Regions from separate parts of the Pan troglodytes genome. Here region 2 is linked to region 1. The links are chromatin contacts, called in public capture Hi-C maps. All regions are on one chromosome and are shown on one strand. Each heading gives the region's core, a stretch centred on a gene start, on an enhancer-like site or on the middle of the called end of the contact. The rest is flanking DNA. Distances are from core to core; before and after follow the strand shown. Region 1 has its middle 210 kb from the start of SORL1. Region 2 has its middle 5.2 kb from the start of MIR125B-1.

What was found. Capture Hi-C pulls out chosen DNA fragments and counts their contacts.
Region 2: a contact with region 1 is called in a capture Hi-C map of stem cell-derived neural stem cells, with 6 times the contacts expected there. The contact joins two enhancer-like sites. A contact is called at or near these places in 3 of 7 Hi-C or Micro-C datasets (induced pluripotent stem cells and stem cell-derived neural progenitor cells), 1 of 1 datasets of contacts at active chromatin or transcription factors (stem cell-derived excitatory neurons) and 1 of 1 other capture datasets (stem cell-derived neural stem cells).

What each region holds. Positions count from the first base shown.
Region 1 is chr9:123,601,971-123,606,801 of NHGRI_mPanTro3-v2.0_pri, forward strand. No RefSeq gene overlaps it. Among named protein-coding and RNA genes, the nearest start is that of SORL1, 210 kb to the left of the region's middle. Within about 2 kb of position 1,976, at least 13 of the 24 cell types and tissues checked have an H3K27ac peak or open chromatin away from gene starts, as enhancers often do. A contact at or near this core is called in stem cell-derived neural stem cells, where this site is marked.
Region 2 is chr9:124,045,096-124,049,809 of NHGRI_mPanTro3-v2.0_pri, forward strand. No RefSeq gene overlaps it. Among named protein-coding and RNA genes, the nearest start is that of MIR125B-1, 5.2 kb to the left of the region's middle. Within about 2 kb of position 1,921, at least 6 of the 24 cell types and tissues checked have an H3K27ac peak or open chromatin away from gene starts, as enhancers often do. A contact at or near this core is called in stem cell-derived neural stem cells, where this site is marked.

The DNA of each region.
Region 1 (4,831 bases), core at 726-3,225:
TTTATTTTGCCGAATGTTGACAAAACACCCTAAATTCTGGGCTCACAGTTGTCAAGGCAGCATGAAAAATTTCAGCCCTCAATAGATTCAAACACAGACCTGTTGCAAAACCAGATAGAAATGAGGAAAACTGTCAAGAAGAGTCCAGAAAAGAAATACGGGTCAGTGACAAGGTTTCCTCAGTTTATAAAACAAAGAAAATTCATCAGAACTCTCCACATCAGCCCAATACCAAACCAGATTAAAGTGCTGTCTCATGTTCTAATCTTCTGAGGCCTGAAACAAAAAGTGAAGTTGATTGTGTTGATTTGCATGGCTCCCCTGAACTAGTAATCTTTCAACATCAGAGCGGAGCAGGTGACTGACCAACGGACTTGTAGATGGCTTTGGGGATTAGTTTGCGCCCTCATAATTTGAGAACGTGAGTCCTGTGGGAACGGATGTGGCCACTGGGGATATAGCTGGCGGCAAGCTCTGTGAGGATCGGGATGGTTCTTACATTTTTTGTCCAGCTGTAAAATGGGAAGGAGGCTTTTTTCTGACTTATCCCCTAGCGTCAAGTTCCCATTCCCACGCAAATGGCAGCTCTTTCTATACTTATTTGGGAGTGAAATGGATGGAAGAAGGGATGGAATGGAGAGGATCCCTTTCCTTTTTGAACTTGGGAGTTTATAGGTAAGTGGGCAAAAATGAGCCTACGGAAGAGACTAACTTCGGTCCGGATCAGCAGCATTTGCTCTTCTGGGAACCTCAGCTGTGGGCAGCAGAGAACTGAGGGCGTGTTCGGTAGCTGCGTGTAAAGGGAGGCACTGTGCTTAATGAGGTCTGCAAGCCTCGTGCTTTTCATTTGACCCAGGTTTTTCTCCCTTGGATTAACCTCTCTGTGTGTTGTTGGGAAGTACTGTTCATCTGGTTGTAGCTCAGAATTTTGTACCTGGCCCAGAGGAGATTCCTGGGAGTGGAATCTAGGTCCCCACCCAATTCTGATTGTGAGTAATGGATGCCGTTTGGATGGGAACTGTAGAGGATTTATCTTTAACGCCAGAGGGCTGGAGGTCACAGCTGAAGCAGGTTGATTAAAATCAGTTACTCAGGGGATTTGACTACACAACCCAAAACACAAGCTGGAGGAATCCAGCTTCTTCTCAGAACTGCCCCCAAATACTGAGGAAAGGTAGATTCGAGGTCTGCAATCCTCTCCTTGCCTCTGAACTCAGAGCTGTCATTGTCTCAAACACGCACTTGACACTAAACATACATTTTTCTCTGACATATTTGTATTGTTTTTTAAACTGTATGACAAATAGTTGTGCTGAGTGAGTTCCGGGCACCTAGCAGGCAGGCAGTAAATATTTGCTGTACATCGAAAGAATGCCGTTGGCTTGGCTGTCAGTATGGCTCCGATTCAGAACCATCCCATTGCTGGGTTCTTGAAGCTGGGAGGATTGCACGTTGAAGGGCTGGTCAAGCCCTGCCTGACCAGAAAGGTCTCTGTGAATACTTTGGTCATAGAGACCAGAAAGGTCTCTGTGAATACTGGAACATTCTCAGACATGCCGAGCAAAAGCTACCATCGCAGGCAAGAGGGACGGTGGGGGGAAGTGCAGCTGGGAGTTTTCCTAGAGACGTGGTTCCTTTGTTCTGGTAGATTTCAGCCAGAAAGAACAGCAAATTTTTACTGTCTGCAAACCACTAAGGAGCTACTCCCCTCCCCCTTTACCTCCTTCCTTCCCAACCTGGGAATTCATTTGCTGCTTCTCTCTCCTCCTCCTCTGCCCTCGGGCAGTCCCCAGGGACAAAGCTCTTTGTTGTGAACACTCCGAGACAATACGGGATTGCACAGTCCCCAGGGCACAATCGGGGCTGTCCTCCATGGAGAGTGATCGCCCCGGCAGAGACCCCCACCTGTTGATCTCCCCCTTCCTGGGGCGAGTGACAACCTGCATTGTGCTGGGGACGCACGCGTTTCCACAGCAGGCTCAGCAGATGGTGCTGGTGAGCAAAGCCATTCCCGTCCCTCTCGCGCCCCTCCCCACCGCCAGAGCCTCGCTGGTCTAAAGCAAAAACAGATGTTTTCATCATTTCTGGATCTGGCATGTGACTCGCAGTTCAGCAATGCGCCGACATAACCCAGAGTTGTACGTCCCCATCATCCCCCGCAAAATAAAAATCCTGAACTTAAACGAGCCTTCCTCCTAGGCGAGCCACTGACACATGATCTGTGTAATCCACCCGGCACATGTTTAATCGGACTCCAACTGCAACTGCCTTTGTAGCCAGCCCCGGCTCTATAATTGGGAAGTTGTCTTTTTTTTCAGCGAAGACACGGGACAGCCAGACTAGCTATCTTTACACCAAGGGCTGGGAAGAGGCGCTAGCCTTTTAAAATAGCCCTGGTCTGGCTGGCTGGCGAACCTGTCTGCGTGGGAGCCGGTGAGCGGGGCCAGAACAAAACAGGAAGGCCGCGGCGGCGCACCCTGTTCCCGGCGCCCTCGGCAGGTGGCAGCATTGGCCCGAGCTGGCCTCTGCCGCTGGCCAGCCCCAAAGCAGGGCCCTTTTACTTTCGGTGGCCTCAAAATTATTAGTTCCAGATGAGTTCTTGCAATTGTAATATTTGGTTTAACCCAATCTGCCCGACTGCGTCAGCGCACGTTCAAATACAGCCGTCTGAAGTCTAACCAGACATCAGAGGCATGTTTCGGGGGTGTCAACATTCCTTACCCTTTGAAAGAATTAAAGCAAAACAAAACAAAACAAAAAAAGGAGGCTGATTTATCCCAAAACGAAAGAAGGGTGAACAGGCGTGGGGCTAGGGTGCCTGAGAGGGAGCGAGCAGTGGACATTCAGGGAAGGCGTAACAATGGAACTTTGTCCAGGAGGCCCGCTAGAGTGGAACTGGATTTATTTGTTGAACTAGGAAGGGACCTCTAGGTTCTTTGAAGGTTAGAGCAAATAAGCAAAACTGGCGTGCATTTGGTTTACCAACAGCAGAGTCCTTCAAGTCACGTAGGCTGCTATTGTCAGACACAAAACGCGTTGTTTCTGGGGCTGGGCCTCTGCTTAACACTTGGCTTGGTGTCCCAGGAAGGGGGCAGTGGAGGAGGGGGCTCCCCATCTTAGCACACAGCTTTTAGGGGCACTCTGAATGTCTGCCAAGGATGTAGACTGGGTTTCCTGAGGACAGCAGCCTAGGCCGCAGAGGACTCGTTTAGAAGGCAGGAGCCCTCCTGCAGGCCCTCTGGCGAGTGGACTGGCTGGAGTCGTCAAGTGTCTTGTAAACGGCCCTGCTGTGGTTTTACTGCAACACCGTGGAGCTGGACACGGGGGAGACTAGGGACCCATCCCGGTGGTCTCAGGGTATTACAGATGCATGAGCTGAGGCTAAAAGACTCCCTCTGACCCCCAGGGCAGAGCAGCAAAATGTACAAAGGGAGCCCAGAAATCCTGCTCCAACCACCAGCCAGGAAAGGGTGTCTCTTCCCTTAGCAGAGATGGAATAACCTGGCCTTGAAAAGACAGCCTCTGTCAAGCAGTCTCCCACACCCCTTCCCCCTGCCTGCACCTCACTTTTAAATCTGTGCTCAAATTCTTCAGTAAGATTCCTGCTAGTCGACTACAGGGAGCCTGACCGTTTCCCTGCAGGTCTCTGTCTCAACATGGTACTGATCAAAAGCTGGCACCAGTCTGGCAGATGCTTTAAGTCCTGCATGTCGGGAGCTAGTGGCTGGTGCTGGCATCAGCCAGCCAGGCAGACAGAGTGGCCATCTTGTTAGATGTGGTTGGGGCCTCGCTCGTCACTTACCTGCTGCAGGGGCCACCCCACTGTGTGGAGGAGGCATAGGAAAGATGGTGGGACCTGCACTCATCTGGTCCAATACCTCCAGAGTGTTTAGGGACCCAGACTTCCTGCTATCCTCCTTTCAGTCTGAAAACTACATGTGTCCCTGCAGATTGTTGGGAAAGTGCTGATTGTCTTGGCGGGAGCCTCACCCTGATCCTAGAGGGGACTTGGCCTTGGAGGGAAATAGGCAAATTAGGCATTCAGGTGAGTACAATGGTTCGAGGCCTGTGTGCGTAGAATGGCTAAGGAATTCCAGTATTCCTTTCCATTGCTTCATTTACTTTATTCCCTTCTGAGAATCAGTTTTTGGACATGCTATAATCCAGAAATTCTCAGTCTTGCGTACTTAAGAATTGCCTGGACCCTACCCCCAGAGCTGCTGAAATCACAATGAAAAGGGGTTGGGGATAGGGGTCATGATTTTACTCTCTGCCCAGGTGGTTGTAATGTACAGCTAGAAGCTAAAAAACAAAATTTAAAAATCACTGCATTTCTAACCCAAATTCCCTTGATTTACAGATGAGGTTCCTAAGAGTTAAGCGGCTCAGCCAAGGTCACACAAATTCAAGTCCAAGTATGGAATTTCTGTATAAGACCTCCTTGCTCCTCAGCAATGATTGAGGCTTTTCCTCAATCTTTGAACCCATTAATGACTGAGCCAGTCACTTCTTTTCCCTGTTTAATGAAACCCTCTATCAGCCACAACCTGTGTTGCTGTTGCCTATAAGAAATTCCTCTTACAGTCGGCTCTCTGTATCCATGGGTCCTTCATCCATGGATTCAATTGGCCTCAGATACAAAATATTAAAAAAATATATATGTATGTATGTATATACGGATGGCTGTGTCTGTACTGAACATGTAGACTTTGTTTCTTGTCATTATTCTCTAAACAATACAGTATATCAACTATTCACATAGCATTTACATTGTATTAGGTATTATAAGTAATCTAGAGATGATTTCAAGTATGTAGAAGGATGTGTGTAG
Region 2 (4,714 bases), core at 671-3,170, 440 kb after region 1:
ATTTACCATCTACGTGCCCTTGGATTTTGAAATGAACTCATCAGTCACTGAAGCTCATCCTGACCCTTTGCTTTCACTGCAGGCATTTTCCTTATTCCCGAAGCATGTTTTTCTTCTTCAAATGTCTGACAGACACATATACACTTCATCGATCAGCCTCAAATTCCCCAATAATGACAAGTAATATTTCAGATGACAAAAAAAAAAAAAAGAGGCACAAGAAAAAAGGAAGACATCCTAAGTTGATTGGGGGAGCATCTCCTCTCATTTCTGTTGGCACTCATTTTTAAAGCTCTGCTCTGCTGTGATCCTTTAAGGCATGGATCTGCCGAAAATTAGGGTCTCTACCTATCTATATACACAGTGGGTATATTACCGTTCTAACCCAATTTTCCTGCCTAGAATCATGCAGACAACCGGCAGCGTGGTATTAAATATAATGTCAGATTCTGTAAATAGCAAGGAAAGGGAGAAAGGTATCTGAGGATGCAGGTTTCCTCCAAGTCAATATTTTTAAAAGATAGTTTCTTTGTGCTCAACTCACACATAATTGTGCTTTGTCTCTGACTGTGAGACCTGCAGAAGCATACCTAGATGCCAAGGAAAAGGAGAAAATGCACAAATAAGAAGAAGATACAGACAGAGGAAGAAGGGAGAGGAGAGAAGTAGAGAGGAAAGGCGAGGAGCGCATAACAGCTAAAGGCAAAACGAGAGTGTTGGATTTTTGTAATACTTTTTTTTTCTTTTTGTCGTTATTGGGAAGGAGAAAGAGGTGGTTGCCAGGAGTTGGTGACTAGGTTAGAATCTTTTTCAGATTTGGCTAACGGGGTGTTTTCACTAGACTGATGGAGAAAAAAGAAACACGCTAGAATAATCATGAAGGGTGGAGCTGTTAAAAAAAAAAAAAAAAGTCTTTGACTCACTGGGTGCCTCCCTGTACACCAAAATGAATCATTCCTAACCAGAATCATCAATTGTCTTAGTGTACTTCTATATGAAGGCCAGATTATGGGAATCATGTCACTGCACCCATCTTCAAAACGAAGGGTAAATAGAGGACGAGATTTCCCGAGACTCTTTTAAACCTCTCTATATTTGCAACAATAGTTCAGCATGATTTTCACATAATAAGCTAATTTGCTCTTGCTTGTATTCACTCTGCTTACAAAGATATACAAATATATAGCTTATGAAAGTTTTGCTATGAACACATCATTTTCTCTATACAACTCAGCGATGTCTTTGGAGGATACTTATTTCAAGCAGTTAACACCTGACCCCAATTTCTGTGGGTAATTAGTGAGCTAGATAACCACACAAAGTGGGTAATTATTTAGTACCCAAGGGTACGCTAGAAGTGGGTAGTGGCTTTGTTAACAAAAGCACATCTCTAATGATTGTATCTATGATGGGTGTTTTAAAAATACCAGTTACTATATCAAGTGAACCATGATAAATAAGTGAACTAGTTTGCTGTCCTTAGCATATACATATGTATCTTCTATCATGGGTAATAATATTTAGCTCTCTTGTATGGAGTGTTGTGAAGATTAATTAGTTAACATCTGTAAGACTCTCAGAAGATGAAATATTGCTAGAGGCCTTCTAAATACAGTATTATTATTGTTATTATTACCTTGGCTAAAAATCCCAGAATGGGAGAAATGGAGAAGGTAAATGTTATTGTCTGGTCTATGTCTAAGTTTGCAAATATGCTGAGATCACAAACATAATGAGTTTGATTACGGGGAGTAGTTTCCTACCTGACAGAGTCTAACCCACACTGTAATAGAAAAGAAAGGCAGAAGGTATTTCATTGACAGCTGGCTCCGGTTGGATCTGAGGAACTGAACTGGGATAGAAGTGGAGAGGAAAGGGAGGAGCAGGAAGAAGGAGTCACTGATGGGCTGGGAGGAAGCCGAAATCTGCTGACCACACCCTCCTTCCAAAGTCTTTCTATCCTTCTCTCTCACAAGCAGCAAATAAGCACAAAAACCCCCAAAGAAGATATCTATGCAAGTCCTGGGACAAATTCAGCATAATGACAATCTATCTGCCAGTTACATAGCATTGATTCTGGAGGAGAACCATCAGCACAAATTATTATAACAAATGCACATACATTTTAAAATATTACAATGTTGAGAATAGGCACACACAGATCAACCTCAGATAACTTTAACCCAGGTTATGAGCAGCGATGAAGAAGCAACTTTTTAATTGCTTTTATGACTCACTCTCGGGGGAGAAGGGGGTATTATTAATTTTTGCTGAGAAAGAAAGAAAATAAAAAAAGAAAGGAAAGAAGAAAAAAAAGGAAAAGAAAATCCCATGCTTTCAGGGACCTAATTCTGGAGAGCAACCAAGCCTTGAAAACAAACAACAACAACAACAAAAACTTACTGCTGCTTTCTCTGTAAATTGCCCATCTCCTTGAGCTGGCTGTCTGGCTCTGGCTGAGGCAGGACAGACAGAGGCCTCTTGGAATCCAAATCTTCAAGTAGGCTCACCACATTTTTTCTTTCAAAGCAAGGTTGTCCTGGGGATTAACCCTAGGAGTCTGGGAGATGCAAGCATGTGGGGAGGGTGAAGAAAAAGATGCAAAGATGTTGTATTCAGTCCAGTTGACGGCTTCCAGGGAATGGAAAAAGGAAAGGACCCCATGAGCCAGCCAACAGGTACCACTGCCGAAATCTCTGCTGGAGGATGGCCTTTGGAACACGTGCTTATGCTGTGATTGGAGGCCACTGGTGCGATGAGCACCTTTTAAGAGTTTGGGAGCAGAGGGAAAATTTCTCCAAAAGCCACCCAAGCCAGGCTTCTGACCTGAAGCCCAGTACGTGTCACCCCCTCTCTGAGCTCAGAACTACAAAGGCTGACTGGCATTCTCCAACCCGCCCAGCTCCTTTCAAACCCACAGACTGTGCCAGACTGGCCCCACCTCCCACTGCAGCAAATGCTGTAGCCCCGCTCCATGCTGTGTTGTAAGGAGCCAGACTTCCGTTTTAATTGTCCTACCTGGCCGTCCCCTCTGCCACTACCCCTGGCTCTTGGTTCCTGGCATGGTTTCAAAGGCCCAATCAATGGCTTTCCCTCCCCCATCGGAGCTAGTTCTCCCTTTTCCAAATTTTGTCTCTTTCAAACTTAAATGTTTTTATGTCTTGTACTTTGTTTCATGTCTGGCCACCACCACCTCGTTTCTTTGGCCACTCTCATTCTCTTGTTTGACACTTTTTTTTGCCATGTCTTGTCTCATATTAGGACTGAAAACCCAAACCAAAAGTCAGCTGCTAGCATCTTTCCCTTATCCTCCCCTGCATTACATTTAATGTATCTGACAATCCAATGGATCTCAAGGCATGTTCTAAAATCTCACCTAAAAAGAGTTGAAGCCAGCAGAGAGCAGGTGTGTATGTGTGTGTTAAATAACCTAACTATGTGAATGTAGCAGGAAAGGGCCTGATGCATGTGGGTAGAAGGAAGAACAGAAGAAAGGAATCTGGTATACTTAAAAACATTTAGGATAAAAGCAATGAAAGCTAATTGTGGCAAGAACTTACGGAGAAAATACCATACACAAACACACATACACACACACGCATGCACACACACACATATCTGTATCAAGCATCCATGCTGAGCAGTTAAGTCACAATACCCTAAGATTATCTGATTATCTGAAAAAGTATTTACCATACTGTGAATGGGACAGGCAGGGCCACATGGTTCTTCAGCTGAAAGCTAAATACAAAAGCCTTCTGGAATGCATTGGAAGAGGATGGCAAACTCCTATAAATCATCTGCCTCCCTCCACCCTTGTCTGGGCTTAGGGGTTAAGAACTGCTATAGCACCTCTCTTTTATTTCCATCATGATTTTAAGCTTATTATTGCTATTCATTCTTTAAAATATTTGTGCCCTTAACCTTACTACTTAGATATTCATGGCTTTCATGTTGCAAGTCCGCTCTCTGTGACACTTCTAATACATATCATTGAAGGTCTTCTCTGTGTCAGACACAGGTAACTAATATCTCATTTGGTCCCCAAAACAGCCTTTAAAAGGTATCATCAGTATTTTACAGATGCAGAAAATAAGGTTTGAAATAGTTAGAATTGCCCAGCTCATGGGTGGCACGGCTAGGATTTGAACTCAGGTCTAATTCATGGTCTTTCCTTTGCATCAATATACTCTTTGACTCCTGTCCCAGTGTAAATGTCACTTTCTGCAGCTAGTCTCCTCAAACTAGTTTAGTTTCTTCTCCTATGTATTTTCCATAGCACCCTATACTTAACACTATCTTAGCGTTCATTCATTCTTTTCATTTTGCTGATTTTATCTAGTCTGTCTAACAATGGGAAAACAGAGAGAGAAAGAGAGACAGAGGGAAAGAGAGACCATTCCCCTCCCTAAGGTAAGATGCCTATTACCTGTGTACTAAGCGGATCTAGTACATAATTACTGACTACTTAACTCTATGTCAGACACTGTGCTGGACAGTGAAATTTCTTTAGCCGGAGGGCAGGAAGTGATGCTGTAGTACTGGCATCATCTGTGTACTTTGCTACTCCATCTCCCAACTCTAAGGTCACAAAGACAGAGGCTGTGACAAGGTCTCTCTGTATCCACAGTACATGGCATAGCACCTGTTACACAGCAGGAGCTCAACAAATCGTTTCAGAATACATTTTTATGCTAAGATGGCTTTGATTGTA